Regions from separate parts of the Mus musculus genome. Here region 2 is linked to region 1. The links are chromatin contacts, called in public Hi-C maps. All regions are on one chromosome and are shown on one strand. The core of a region is the stretch at or near the end of the contact, and the rest is flanking DNA. Distances in the headings are between cores, read along the strand shown.

The links. A called contact is a pair of places that touch in the nucleus more often than the background predicts.
Region 2: a contact with region 1 is called in a Hi-C map of uterus, with 3 times the contacts expected there. The contact joins the promoter of Clvs2 here to the enhancer-like site in region 1. A contact is called at or near these places in 5 of 39 promoter capture datasets (the 3T3-L1 cell line, 3T3-L1-derived adipocytes, hippocampal neurons and 2 more), 6 of 484 Hi-C or Micro-C datasets (cerebral cortex, nephron progenitors and uterus), 1 of 115 datasets of contacts at active chromatin or transcription factors (neural progenitor cells) and 3 of 9 other capture datasets (adipose tissue, liver and pancreatic islet).

What each region holds. Positions count from the first base shown.
Region 1 is chr10:33,555,557-33,561,995 of GRCm38.p6, reverse strand. The region is part of intron 3 of Clvs2 (clavesin 2); the gene reads left to right. Among named protein-coding and RNA genes, the nearest start is that of Gm15939, 65 kb to the left of the region's middle. Within about 2 kb of position 3,680, at least 44 of the 459 cell types and tissues checked have an H3K27ac peak or open chromatin away from gene starts, as enhancers often do. A contact at or near this core is called in hippocampal neurons and uterus, where this site is marked.
Region 2 is chr10:33,619,984-33,627,413 of GRCm38.p6, reverse strand. It overlaps Clvs2 (clavesin 2), which reads left to right and starts at 2,730. Exons shown (of 6, transcript NM_175448.4): 1 at 2,730-3,278; 2 at 4,356-4,870. The coding sequence starts at 4,482. It overlaps Gm15939 (predicted gene 15939), which reads right to left and starts at 3,168. Exons shown (of 5, transcript NR_152723.1): 1 at 2,508-3,168.

The DNA.
Region 1 (6,439 bases), core at 2,431-4,930:
CCAGTTGACAATGGGCTGGGATAGCTAATCTTGAACACAGTATTGAGTGGATTTGGAAACACATCTGAGGTTATTAAAACATACCTGAGGGTGCATCATGAGGGCAGTTACAGAAGGAACTAACTTCTGAAGAGAATGTCCTGAATGTGAATGGCTGGATTCTAGAGGCTGAGGACATGGATAGACTCCAGAGTGAAAGAAAGCCTGTAGCTAGTGTGTGTGTGTGTGTGTGTGTGTGTGTGTGTGTTACCTGTGTGCTTCCGTGTCTCCATGACCTGAGATGCTCTGCTCTGCCTTATTACCCTTGACAATATGAATTAAAATCTCTGAAACCAAATAATTCCTCTCATAAGTTGGCTCTCTCTTGTATTTGCCACAGTGATAAAAACTGATCAGCACCCTCCCCAATATATTTCATTTATATAATTTGCCTTTTCTCGAAATCCCTTTTGTCTTATGAAATTGATTTTTTAAAGAGTGCAGCTTTCTTATATTGTCAGCAAAATTCATATTTTGTTTATCTTCAAAGGAAATGAGTTGAATGCTTATATCCTTTTGAAGTTAACATGTTGGATTATGCTCCTCATACATATACTCAGAGTTTGTCTACTGTCTTTGTCAGCTTACATATGTGGGGGGGGGATATTGAAGCCAGCCTTCAAGAAATGCCAGCCATACTAGTACTTTAGCCTTGAACTTCTAAGTCCTCATACCATGAGAACTGAGTGGTGTTTAAGCCAAGTAATGTATACTGTTTATGGTCTAGTACCCAAAACAAGATACTGAGGAAGAAAAAGAATATGTTTTCAGTATACCAAATATCCATCATTAGAAAAATATGATAAAATTTTCAGCTATTATGTTAAGTTGTAAAATGGTTAGTAAAAATGCTAGTAATTTACCAATGGTGCTGATAGAGAAAGGCAATTAGATTTTTGTTAGGAAAAGAACATAAGCAAACACAAAAAGAGGATTTTTAAAAAGATAAAAAAGAAAGGCAATGTACTATTAAGGCAGTATGTATTGAAGAGCAAGAAAAGACATAATTATATTTGTGATGAATTCTAGCTATTAGAAAGCAGTCTATTTCAGTTATATCTTAGCATTTGTTGGTTGTTCAGTGCCAAGTGGTCAGCCCTGAATCCCGAAAGTTCCCTATATCCTCCCTCCGCCCTGTTTTCCTACCCATCCACTCCCGCTTCTTGGCCCTGGCATTCCCCTGTATTGGGACATATAAAGCTTGCAATACCAAGGGGCCTCTCTTCCCAGTAATGGGTGACTAGGCCATCTTCTGCTACATATGCACCTAGAGACACGATCTCTGGGGGGTACTGGTTAATTCATATTGTTGTTCCACCTAGAGAGTTGCAGACCCCTTCAGCTCCTTGGGTGCTTTCTCTAGCTTCTCCATTGGGGGCCCTGTGTTCCATCTTATAGATGACTGTGAGCATCCACTTCTGTATTTGCCAGGCACTGGTATAGCCTCATATGAGACAGCTATAACAGGGTCCCTTCAGCAAAATCTTTCTGGCATTGTGCAATAGTGTCTGGGTTTGGTGGCTGATTATGGGATGGATCCCTGGGTGGAGTAGTCTCTGGTTGGTCCATCCTTTCATCTTAGCTCTAAACTTTGTCTCTGTAACTTCTTTTGTGGGTATTTTGTTCCCTATTCTAAGGAGGAATGAAGTATCCACCCATTGGTCTTCCCTCTTCTTGATTTTCTTGTGTTTTGCAAATTGTATCTTGGTTGTTCTATGTTTCTGGGCTAATATCCACTTATCAGTGAGTGCATATCTAATGACTTCTTTTGTGATTGGGTTACCTCACTAAGGATCATATTCTCCAGATACATCCATTCATCCAAGAATTTCATAAATCCATTGTTTTTAATTGCTAAGTAGTACTCCATTGTGTAAATGTACCACATTTTCTGTATCCATTCTTCTGTTGAGGGACATCTGGGTTTTTTTCCAGCTTCTGGCTATTATAAATAAGGCTTCTATGAACATAGTGGAGCAGGTGTTCTTATTACTAGTTGGAACTTCTTCAGGGTATATTCCCAGGAGAGGTATTGCTGGATCTTCCGGTAGTATTATGTCCAATTTTCTGAGGAACCTCCAGACTGACTTCCAGAGTGGTTGTACAAACTTGCAATCCCACCAGCAGTCGAGGAGTGTTCCTCTTTCTCCACATCCTCCCCAGCATTTGCTGTCACCTGAATTTTTGATCTTAGCCATTCTGACTGGTATGAGGTAGAATCTCAGGGTTGTTTTGATTTGCATTTCCCTGATGATTAAGGATGTTGAACATTTTTTCAGGTGCTTCTCAGCCATTCGGTATTCCTCAGTTGAGAATTCTTTGTTTAGCTCAGAACCCCATTTTTAATGGGTTATTTGAATTTCTGGAGTCCAGCTTCTTGAGCTCCTTAGATATTTTCCTTATTTACATTTCAAATGCTATCCCAAAAGTTCCCTATACCCTCTCCCCACCCTGCTCCCCTACCCACCCATTCCCACTTCTTGGCCCTGACATTCCCCTGTACTGGGACATATAAAGTTTACAAGACCAAGGGGACTCTCTTTCCAATGATAGCAGACTAGGCCATCTTCTGCTACATATGCAGCTAGAGACATGAGCTCTGGGTGTAGTGGTTAGTTCATATTGCTGTTCCACCTAGAGGGTTGCAGACCCCTTCTGCTCCTTGGGTACTTTCTCTAGTTCCTCCATTGGGGACCCGGTGTTCCATCATATGTGAGTATCCATTTCTGTATTTGTCAGGCACTGGCATAGCCTCACTTTAGACAAGATGATTTAATGAGAAATATATCTAGCAGTTGCAGTATGCTGGCACTTTCATTTTAAGCAGATCACAAACCATATATTTTCCAAATATAGCTTGATGTTGGCAAATATAGGTACCAAGAAGGTTGTGAATCAAAACACAGTTGGTGAAATAGATTTTGTCTAAAGTGCATTGCAACCAGATCTCTTGAAGTATCTATTCAATCTGTGGATCTCGACCTCTTTTGGAGCTGAACGATGCCTTCATGGGAGTTGCATTTAAATATTCTGCAAATTAGATATTTACATTGTGATTCATAACAGTAGTAAAATTACAGATATGAAGTAGCAAAAAAATAATTTTATGATTTGGAGTCTCCACAATATGAGGAACTATGTTAAAGGGTTACAGCATTAAGAATGTTGAAAACCACTAATCTACATGGAGAATGGATGTTAACTCTGAAGAAACACTGCCTTTTTTTAGTTTAGTGCTTGTTACCTCTGAATGATTTTAGGAGACCAAAGAGATCAACCATGAAAGCTCTGCCAATGCTCTTGAGAAAGGATGCAAAGTTTATCACTAACACATGTGTTGTCTTGCCATGCTCACTGTCTCCCCTTAGTATCACTTTCCCCTCTTCATTTATATAGACTTTTAAGGGGGCTGTTAATAAAGTTTGTAAATTTAGGTTTTTTTCTTGTTCAGCACTGTCTGTGCCTGATCTTAGATTTTTATCTCTGGCCCTTTGCAGCTATTATAAGAGATTGGGTTCTTGAATTCACTGAGTAATGTTTAATCTTCAGTGAAATCCCAGTTTCCCAAGAACATTTTCTAATGTTCTGTTTAATGTTCTCAATGCTTTGGCAGTGTGAGGCACGAATGAGTCATTCTAGAGTAATGCTTTCTGCTAACATTATGTTGTTCAGACTCCTATGTGATTGCTTGCTCGGTGAAGCATAAAGGTCAGCTTGACCTTTGGCTACATTTTCTCCAGATCTGTTTCTCTTTGCCATTCTCCACAACTGTAAATCAGTCCTGAAGTCTAGCTCTTATTGGACTGATATGAGCTCTGAGCAGATTCGTATGAAAGCACTTGTTTCTTCTGTGGCAACATCTGAGGCCCAAACTAAATAAAGTAAGTCCCAGGGTCTGAAAAACTATCAGCTAGCTTTAGGATGGAGATCAAACAATTTTGCAAGAACAATCACAATTGATTTGTCACTGAGTTGTCATTGAGTTGTTCATAGACTGGAAGAAAGGTATGTTGCTATTCTGTGAATGTCCTTTGTGAGGGTAACTGGTCCCATAAGAAAATGCTAATCTGGAATCAAGCTCTCATCTCTCCTAAACGAGGTAGAAATGTGGGGAGGTTAGTTAAAATGCAAAATGATTCACTTATGCAAGATGAGTCTGCTCTAGGGATCAATCATATAGGGTGACCAAAGTAAATAATGCCATAGTACTTTAAGTATGCTTAAAATTTCCTAGGGGAGGAGACTTAAGTGCTCTTCACACACAGACACACACATGCATACACACACACACATGCACATACACACACACATGCACATACACACACACACACAAACACTATGGGAGATGATGATATGTTAATTAGATTTATTATTTTCTCACGTTATATATATATATCAAATCACTAAACTGTGTCATATATATAGATACAATTCTAATTATCAGTTTACGTGTTCGATAAAGCTAAAGAGAAAAAAAGTATGATCCTTTATATGTTCTTTCCTTTCAGAAGATTGTAAGGGGTAAAGCTTCAAGTTTTGCCTCTAAAGAATCTAATAATGCACTGAATGTATTCCTATAGGGCATATGTAACGAATCACACTGGCCTCCCTAAGAAAGGTACTTGACCTTATTTTTCTTCCTCTCATACTTGACTTAGTACTATAGTATTAAGTAAGGTATATATATATATATATATATACACACACACATATATATATATATATATATATATATATATATATATGCCTAAAAGGGCATTTAACTAAGCGGAATTATGCAGCACTATGGATCGAATGAATAATGCTTTCCCATAACCTTACAATTTGCCTGCTTGGCCACATAGTAGCCCTGCTTTGTAAAGCTGTGAAATCAGGAAGTGAGTGGAGATGTGCTTTTGGGGATACACTATCCCATGATGTTTCTGATGTATTCTCTGTTTTATACCCAAACAATGTGGACAGCAGTCTCATGACCTGTGTTCCATTGCCATGATGCTCTGTATAAGTACATGGCAATCATGCATTGAACTCTCTGAAAAATAAGCAGAAATAAATCCTTAGTCTTTTAATTTCTTCCTCTCAGGTATGAACTTAAAAATCAATAAAGACCTGAGGAAGACAACTATGATCCATCACCCATATTTTATAGTCACTTTTTATAATAGCTATTTTTATTCTGATTTTTCTTAAAAAATTCTTGTTTTTGCCTTCCCAGAATTTTTTTTTCTAAGTTGTCTGGTTGTTCTCTGTAACTCTCACTTTGGATTGTTTATCACTTAACTCTTGCTTTAAATCTAAAAATCCTTGCTCAGTCAGTCTGCTGCTCCTCTGCTTCCAATATTTATATGTATGTATAAATATATTTTTATATATAACATATAAAATATATAAATATATATTAGATATTTTCTTTATTTACATTTCAAATTGTATTATTATTTTACATTTTATATATATATCAACTCACTAAATTGTATCATTCATATATATACATATATATATATATACACACACATATATATATATATATATATATATATATATATCTTTCCTAGTTTCCCCTCTGAAAATCCCCTACCCCTCCCCCCTCTCCCTGCTCCCCAACCCACCCACTCACATTCCCAGTCCTGGCATTCCCCTACACTGGGGCATAGAACCTTCACAAGACCTAGGGCCTCTCCTCACACTGATGACTGACTAGGCCATCCTCTGCTACATATATAGCTAGAGCTACAAGTTCCACCATGTGTTTTCTTTGATTGGTGGTTTAGATTCAAGAAGCTCTGGGGGTACTGATTAGTTCATATTTATGTTCCTCCTATGGGGCTTCAGACTTCTTCAGCTCCTTGAGTACTTTCTTTAGCTCCTTCATTGAGGACCTTGTGCTCTGTCCAATGGATTGCTGTGAGCATCTACTTCTGTATTTTCCAGGCACTGGCAGAAACTCTCAGGAGACAGCTATGTCAGGCTCCTATCTGCAGGCTCTTGGCATTTGCCACAGTGTCTGGGTTTGGTGGTTGTTTATGGGATGGGTCCCCAAGTGGTGCAGTCTCTGGATGGTTGCTCCTTCAGTCTCTGCTCCACTCAAGAATCAACAAATGGGGCCTCATAAAATTGAAAAGCTTCTGTAAGTCAAAGGATACTGTCAATAACATCAAAAGGCAACCAACAGATTGGGAAAAGATCTTTACCAATCCTAAAACTGTTAGGGGGCTAATATCCAATATATAAAAAGAACTCAAAAAGTTGGACTCCAGAAAACCAAATAACCCTATTAAAAATGGGGTACAGAGGTAAACAAAGAATTCTCAACTGAGGAATACTGAATGGCAGAGAAGCACTTAAAAAATGTTCAACATCCTTAATCATTAGGGAAATGCAAATCCAAAGAACCCTGAGA
Region 2 (7,430 bases), core at 1,481-3,980, 66 kb before region 1:
TTTTTCCTTTTTAGTTTTATTTTGTTTTCTTGCTTTGGCGGGGGTTGTTGTATTGGGTTTTTGTTTTTTGAGAAAAAAACTTAATGTTGGGTGGTGGGGAGGATCTGGAAAGGCTTGGAGAATGGAAAGAGTATTACCAAAATATATTTAAATTTAAAATTTTTTAAATAATAAAAATATAGTAAAATATATTCTGAAGAGGGCCTGGGGATATGTTTCATTGTTAGGTAGAGTACTTCCTTAGTATGTTCAAGGGTTTTAGTTCTAACACCAGCATTTAACGCAATAATAATAGCAACAAAATCTATTTGTCCCTCTGTGTTTCTGTTTATCTGTCTCTCTTTATCTATCTCTATATCTATCTATCTATCTATCTATCTATCTATCTATCTATCTATATCTCAAACAGTTACACTTTAGAGAGTGATATTAAACAGTTGTTTTTAAAATACATTGAGAAATCTGTGTTTATTTGTTTTAAGGAAACAAATTAATGTAATTTCAGAAATCCTGGTAGTAAATATAATCAAACATTCATGTTTACCAAGCCATTATGAAGCATGAATATCCATGTCAAGCACTGGGCTCTTAGCTTTTTTCCTATGGAGTTAAGAAAAGAAAGTCAGGTGATATTTGTACATATACAGGGTACTTTTGGAGTAGTAAACTTCCATATCCTGGTGTTTGCCTTTGGCTCAATGAGGAGATTTTAGCTCCATGCCTAAATAACGACTTATCTTGATTTCAGATGGAGGCAGCATTATCTCTATCTTACAAAGCCCCTCCAAGATTACTGTTAGTCAGGAAATAAAAGTTAGTCTGGATAATAGGTATCTATTATCTTTTTTGTAAGACATGTAGAAACACAAAATAATTGTAGAAAATTTGCTTTCAGTGTTGATGATAGTTAAAACTTGTTTAAAAGTTGATATGAGAAAGGAATTTCTTCTAACTTTTAGATATTGGCTAAAGCCAATTTATATAGAATAAAGATTCATATTTATGGGTTCTATATTTGTGAATTCAACAAACTGAGAACTAAAATACTTGCACAAACAATTTCCATCTCTTCATCATTATCCCCTAAAGAATCAAAATGACAAATTTTACACAGTATTTGCATTGAGTTAATTATCACAAGTAATATAGAGATGTTTTAAGCACATGGAAGATGTGTGTAGAATATATACAAATTCTGTAGCATTCTATATGTGTAAACCTGTGAGAGTTTGTTATCCACAAGACCTAGGAATCAGTTCCCCATAGTTCCCAAGAGATGTAAAGTGTATATGTAAAATATATACCACAGACACATACACACACCAGATATATTCATAAGCACACACATACCTATTTATATGAATAATTTTCAGCGCTTGCATTTAAACTTTAACCAATATGTGTATGACTTATTCCCCTTTTCTGGTTCTTAAATTATTTCACAATAATTTATTTGACAAATGATGTAGTACGCCATATCACACTCCTTTATTTTATTTTATTTTTTATCAGTACCATACTCAAGAAAACAAAACTAATGTTGTACAATTTGAAAGTCTAACAGTCTTTAAAGTCGGCAACTTCAGGGGCACCTCCTGTTCACAGAATGTAGAACACTGACCTGTAAATCTCCAACCCAAATATGACTCAATTATTATGAACACATGCTGTGCCCCTAGATTGGGCAGATCTTCTGCTACACTACCATCTTCCCCATCTATGAGACCCGTTAGAACTTGTGGTTTCTCCAGGCCAGGTGCTTCTGTTCTGCTTTTCTTCTTCTTCCTCCTCCTTTGTGTCCTCTCCCTCTTCCATTTTCTCCTTCTTCTCCCTCTCTTCACCTTCTGCTACCCCTTGCCTTACATCTACCCAATCATCAGCTCTCCTTTGTTTTACAAATTAAAGTGGGAAGCAGGTTTACAGGAAATCACCTGAGTGCTGACTCATTCCTTGTTCACAACCACTCACAGGAGAACAGAATTAACATCAAATATAATTAGCTCCAGGTCTATCTATAACACTGACCTACACTGGAGTTCAGTAAAGAGTCGCTGCATTGGGGTAACTTAAACTCAGGACCCTTTCTTACAGTTTGAGTAATGCGCACTGTGCTTTGAAAATTAAAAACATTTTTTTTAAAAATAGATTTCCAGGCATCACAGGCCCAAGGGTTCTTTTTGTTTATTATAATCCCAGTATAAAGATGCATTACAAGGAAAGAGCATATCTCTAGAAGTAACTGGAAATACAGTTTATTAGGAGTCAAGTGTCCTCTTTCCCTGCTCCCACCCAACCCCCTGTCCTATGACAATGTTGTTATTCTTGTTGATATTGTTGATTTTTGCCTGGATGTTGTTTTCATCCTCTTCAAAGGGAATTTAATAGGAATAGTTTACTATTTCTTAAAATTAAATATCTCTGAGTACAACAAAAGCAGAAAATACAATACGTTTCTCTACTCCTACTCAATCAAAATTACCCACAAGAACCAGAAAAGGTTTCTCAACCTTAATTAAGTTGCAAAATCAAGGGCTACTCTACCCCGCACTCCCGGGTCTTGCACACAAAGCGAGGAGGAGCATGGGGATGCTGTGAGGCCATAGCTGTTCCACTAGATCAGTTATAGCTGGACCTGGCTGGGACCTGGAGACCAGAGCAGGCTGAACTTGGGGCTTGGGATATTTGAATGTGTCCCAAAATTCGTTCCTACCCCTACGAGGCAGAGGCAGAGAGAGGAGCGGAGAGCATGTGTGAGCGCTTACAACGCTAGGAGCTCTCTTCTGGGATAATCAAGAGTTGGGATGAGCCGGATCCTCTTTTAGCAGCAGCGGGCTCAGGAGTGGCTGCGGAAGCCCCAGGGGCGCGCGGGACCCAGTGGCTCTGGGGGCAGTGGAACAGCCCCTGCGGGCCGCGCCGTGCTACCGCTTAGGCGTACAAAGGTAAAGGCGGCCGCAGCCCTAGTGGACTTGCACCGTCCCGGCGTTCCCATCCCTTCTCTTCCTCTCTCGAAGGCAAAAAAGGCTGGCCGGGCAGCGAGGTCCTAGCTCTGCGGGTCCCCACCCTTCCTGCTGACAGGCTGGCTGTCCTTGGATGAGGTCGTCGAGGCTGCTCCCTGGTGAATCCTCAGGCGGGTCTCAGCCACCATCTCTCTCCACTGCTCCATCCCTCTGAGAGGAGTAGATGCTGCTGCTGCCCCCACCCCCGCCACCACCTCCGCCAGGGCTGATGGATGCTGGGGAGTGCCGCATTGCTTAGTGACTCTGCCTCGCGGTTTGCTGGTAGGAACTGACTGCTCTTTCTTCTTTCTGGCTTTGGGGTGGGGGTGGGGGGTATAGGGAAAATAGAGACATTTTTATTTCATGTTCCACAACTCCCTGCACCCACCCTGGTTTTTACATCTTTGCTCCCAAAAAGGTTTCCTCCTGTCCTTATCATTATCCTCCACTTCCTTGGCAAGTCCCCTGAAATAAAGGGAGAGACTAGGCAGAAGTTGGGGGCTGGGTGGGGAGGGTGAGCCCACGCCTCTGTCAAAGGTACCCAATACCCAGCTGGAGCCTTATGAAATTACTGTGTGTGGAAGAGGTGCACGATTTGATTTGCAGTCTCCCCTAATTGGATCGTAATAACCTAAAGTAAAAACCACACAACGACATCCTATAAAAATAGCACCTTTGAATAAGCAGAGAGAAATGAGCTTCTTTCCCTTCCTCTTTCTCTCTCTTTCTGCCAAAGACGCTCCCTCCCCGCCTTGGATCTCACAGCTGAAGAGCCAGCCACCTTATTATTAATCAGAATTCTCATCTTTATCTGTGGCAGGCACATCCTTTATCAGGGACCGCAGCAGATTTACAGTGCTGGGGCTGAGATGTCCATGGGGGTTGTTTTCTTTACATCTTGCAAGGCAAGAGAAGACAGAACCAAGACTAATGCTAGTTGGAACTAGTGTTTCTTTCCTCTTCTCTCCTCTCCATCTCCTCTCCCCTCCCCTCCCCTCCCCTCCCCTCCCCTCCCCTCCCCTCTCCTCCCCTCTCCTCTCCTCTCCTTCCTTTTCCTTTCCCCTTCCTTCCTTCCTTCCTTCCTTCCTTCCTTCCTTCCTTCCTTCCTTCTTTCCTTCTCTCTCTCTCTCTCTCTCTCTCTCTCTCTCTCTCTCTCTCTCTCTTTCTTTCTTTCTTCCTCTTTTAATTCAGAGTGGTAAAGGACCAGGGCCTGTCCAAAGGCTCATTTCAAATGGGAAGCATTGTTTTTTAAGGGGCATTAGGGGAAGACATTTAAATACTCTCCAGAAAAGCTATGGGGAAAAACAGGAGCAACAGGGTACTTGGCTTAAAACAGAAGAGGAACCATTTCTTGTACAGGAAAGGAAGCAGACAGCAGTGAGGAGAACCGGAGGCCAGAGTGTGGTGTGGAGGTGACAAGTACCAGGTATATTGTTGGACACACAAAGAGAGAATCAGAGTAGACAGCTTGGATACAAGGGGACAATGACTCATTTGCAAGCTGGCCTCTCTCCTGAGACTTTGGAAAAAGCTCGCCTGGAACTCAATGAGAACCCAGACACTCTGCACCAGGACATCCAAGAAGTAAGGGACATGGTCATCACTAGGCCGGACATTGGCTTTCTGCGCACAGATGACGCTTTCATCTTACGCTTCTTGAGGGCCAGGAAATTTCATCACTTCGAAGCTTTTCGCCTCTTGGCCCAGTACTTTGAGTACCGGCAGCAGAACCTGGATATGTTCAAAAGCTTCAAGGCCACTGACCCTGGCATCAAGCAGGCACTGAAGGATGGCTTTCCTGGGGGCCTGGCCAATCTGGACCATTATGGGAGGAAGATTTTAGTCCTTTTTGCTGCCAACTGGGATCAGAGCAGGTAAATCCTGAATCCCAAAGTTTACTTATGATCTTTTGACACTTCTGGGTTTGTTTGTTTGTTTGTTTGTTTGTTTATTTATTTATTTATTATGATTTACTCTTAGGAGTTTCGTAGTGTTGTAATTTCAATACTTTTGTTTACTTGCTGGGAGCAGGGAAGGGGGCAGAGGGAAAATGCAACTCATAGTGAGCTTTGAGTAGGCTCCCTTGGGAAGGGCTTGCATTTTTTTCTTTTAAAACTCTTCCTTCCCTAACACAGTTTCTCCTGCAGCCTTATGTGCTCCCAAGCCATATGATTAAGCTGAGAATGAAACCACACAACTACTAAACAAAGCCTCTAAAAATATTGGCTTTTAAATCCTGATGTTTATTCATGTGGTGAAAGGAGGAGAGAATAGTTTCCTTTCTTCTTCCTCAAGAAATCCTTAGTCTGTGGTAATTCATTAGCTTCATGGTCATAATCGCCATCACCACATTTCTCTCTCCCCAGTACTGATAGTTTATCTCCCTCAAACAGCCTCATGCTTAACCAAGAGCAGTTTTATTGCCTGGGAACTTTTCTACTCGGTGATGTGTACATGAAAGCACAATACAATATGTGTCACTTCAATGAGAAGGAAGAGTTGTACCCTCTATCTCTGAGCACACTTAACGGCACTCAAAATAAAGGTTGACTAGTGTTCCTGTTAGATGCCTGTCACTAATCTGAAGGGCATGCTTCCTGTCTGATATAATTCTTCATCATTTTCAGAGAGGGAGACTTTAATATCCATCAGCTGGTAGATTCTATGGGCTCAGGTGCTGTTCAATAGGAGATAAATACTACTCTTACTTCCTTTACTTTAGAAAAAATGCAGACAGTGGTATCTCTGTGTCCTCCCTCACAACTGTTTTCTCAGACTGTAAGACAGAAAAGTTATAAAGGCTCTTGGGTAAGATAATTCCCATCTAATACAAAGTTAAGCATATTTTACAGTATTTACAGAGCTAGGTGTTAAAGCATTTGGTGTCTTTTTAGTTCTGTGAATGGTGTCTTTGGATGCATCTGGTTAGTTTAAACTATTTCTAGAGTGATATAATTGACTTCTGCAATCAAAGAGAGATTCAGTAGCTCTAACAGATTTTTCAGACAGACATCTGAGAGTATTAGCATGTTAAAATGCAAATGGATATTTTAATAGTTTTTCCCTTTTTTATTGGTCTTGCCTTCCTAGGCTGAGAATTTTAATTGATTATTTTTCCTAGTAAATATAAAGACTACCTGTTATATAAAGAATCACTGAGTTTAGGAACTCACAGACAGAATTGCTTCTGGGAGTCCCTTGGATCTTATGCTGCTTTTTTTTTTCTTTGTCAAGTAGGAAACTTTCAAAGACTATGTGCTTTCTTTGAGTTTTTTAACTGTAAAAAGTCCACTGTAGAGTTATGCAAGCCAGCCAGTTGTGTCTACTAAAATGTAAAAGTAAAACTCATATTCCTTATATCAGTTAGATTGAAAATCTATTACTTGAATTCTGATGTTATACTATATGGAACCATGGTGATATGGACATTTTATATTTAAATATGACTAGAATCTTTGTAGTCTTTATAAAAGCAAAATTTACACACACACACACACACACACACACACACACACACACACACTTGCACACAAATATCCAAACTATAGTATTCTTTCTGAAGACCAAAAATCATTATTCATATTTTATAAGCCATATCAAGGTGAATATTATTTACAGTTCTTAGATATATATAGGAAGGGTTATTTTGGATATAGGAAATAGAATGTGTTTTAGTATTGTATGTATTACTATTAAACACAGGCTCCAATAACTAAAACTTTCCCTGGAAATCTGTATTTGGAGGGAATTTATTGATTGGTATGTAGAAATATTTTCAATATGCTGATACAAAATGATAATCAATAATATGTGATTATATAGCTAAAATTAAAAATGAAAAGCCATGTTTTATGGGCATGTACTGTCAAGAGTATATGTAGTAGCAGTAGGATGCCATTTCTGTGGTTGAAGAGGGGCAACTATCACCCAGAAGGCAAAGTACATTGATAGGAAAAGAACACATAGTTTAGGGCTTGTCTAAATTTCAGGTGATTTTTCCTTCTTTTCCTATACTTACAGTACATTTTAAATCTACAAATACTGATGGGCAGCGACAAAGATAAGCAGTTATGCACCTTGGCATTTTCTGAAAACCTTCATCTTCAGGATATGGGCTTAAATAGCACTCTGATCTTTGTCTTGAAATGTAAGGAAAGCAGTCACACAGTGTCAGGGCCTCCCTAGTTCATCTCAGAGTGGATCTTCTCTTTCTACACATAATATCATGGCTTATCTTACCTGACTGCCGTAGAAGTCTCTGGTACCTTCTCTATATGATACCTTGGGGTAATATTGCTCTGTTAGCTGTATACACCACATGCCATCTCCTCTGTTGTTCTGCTCTTTCGTGCTCTGTGACTAAGGTGGTCATTCTTTCCTTTCCTTAGTCTTGACAAACGCAAATCACCCGGGTTCAAGAAGTCTGCATGTCTG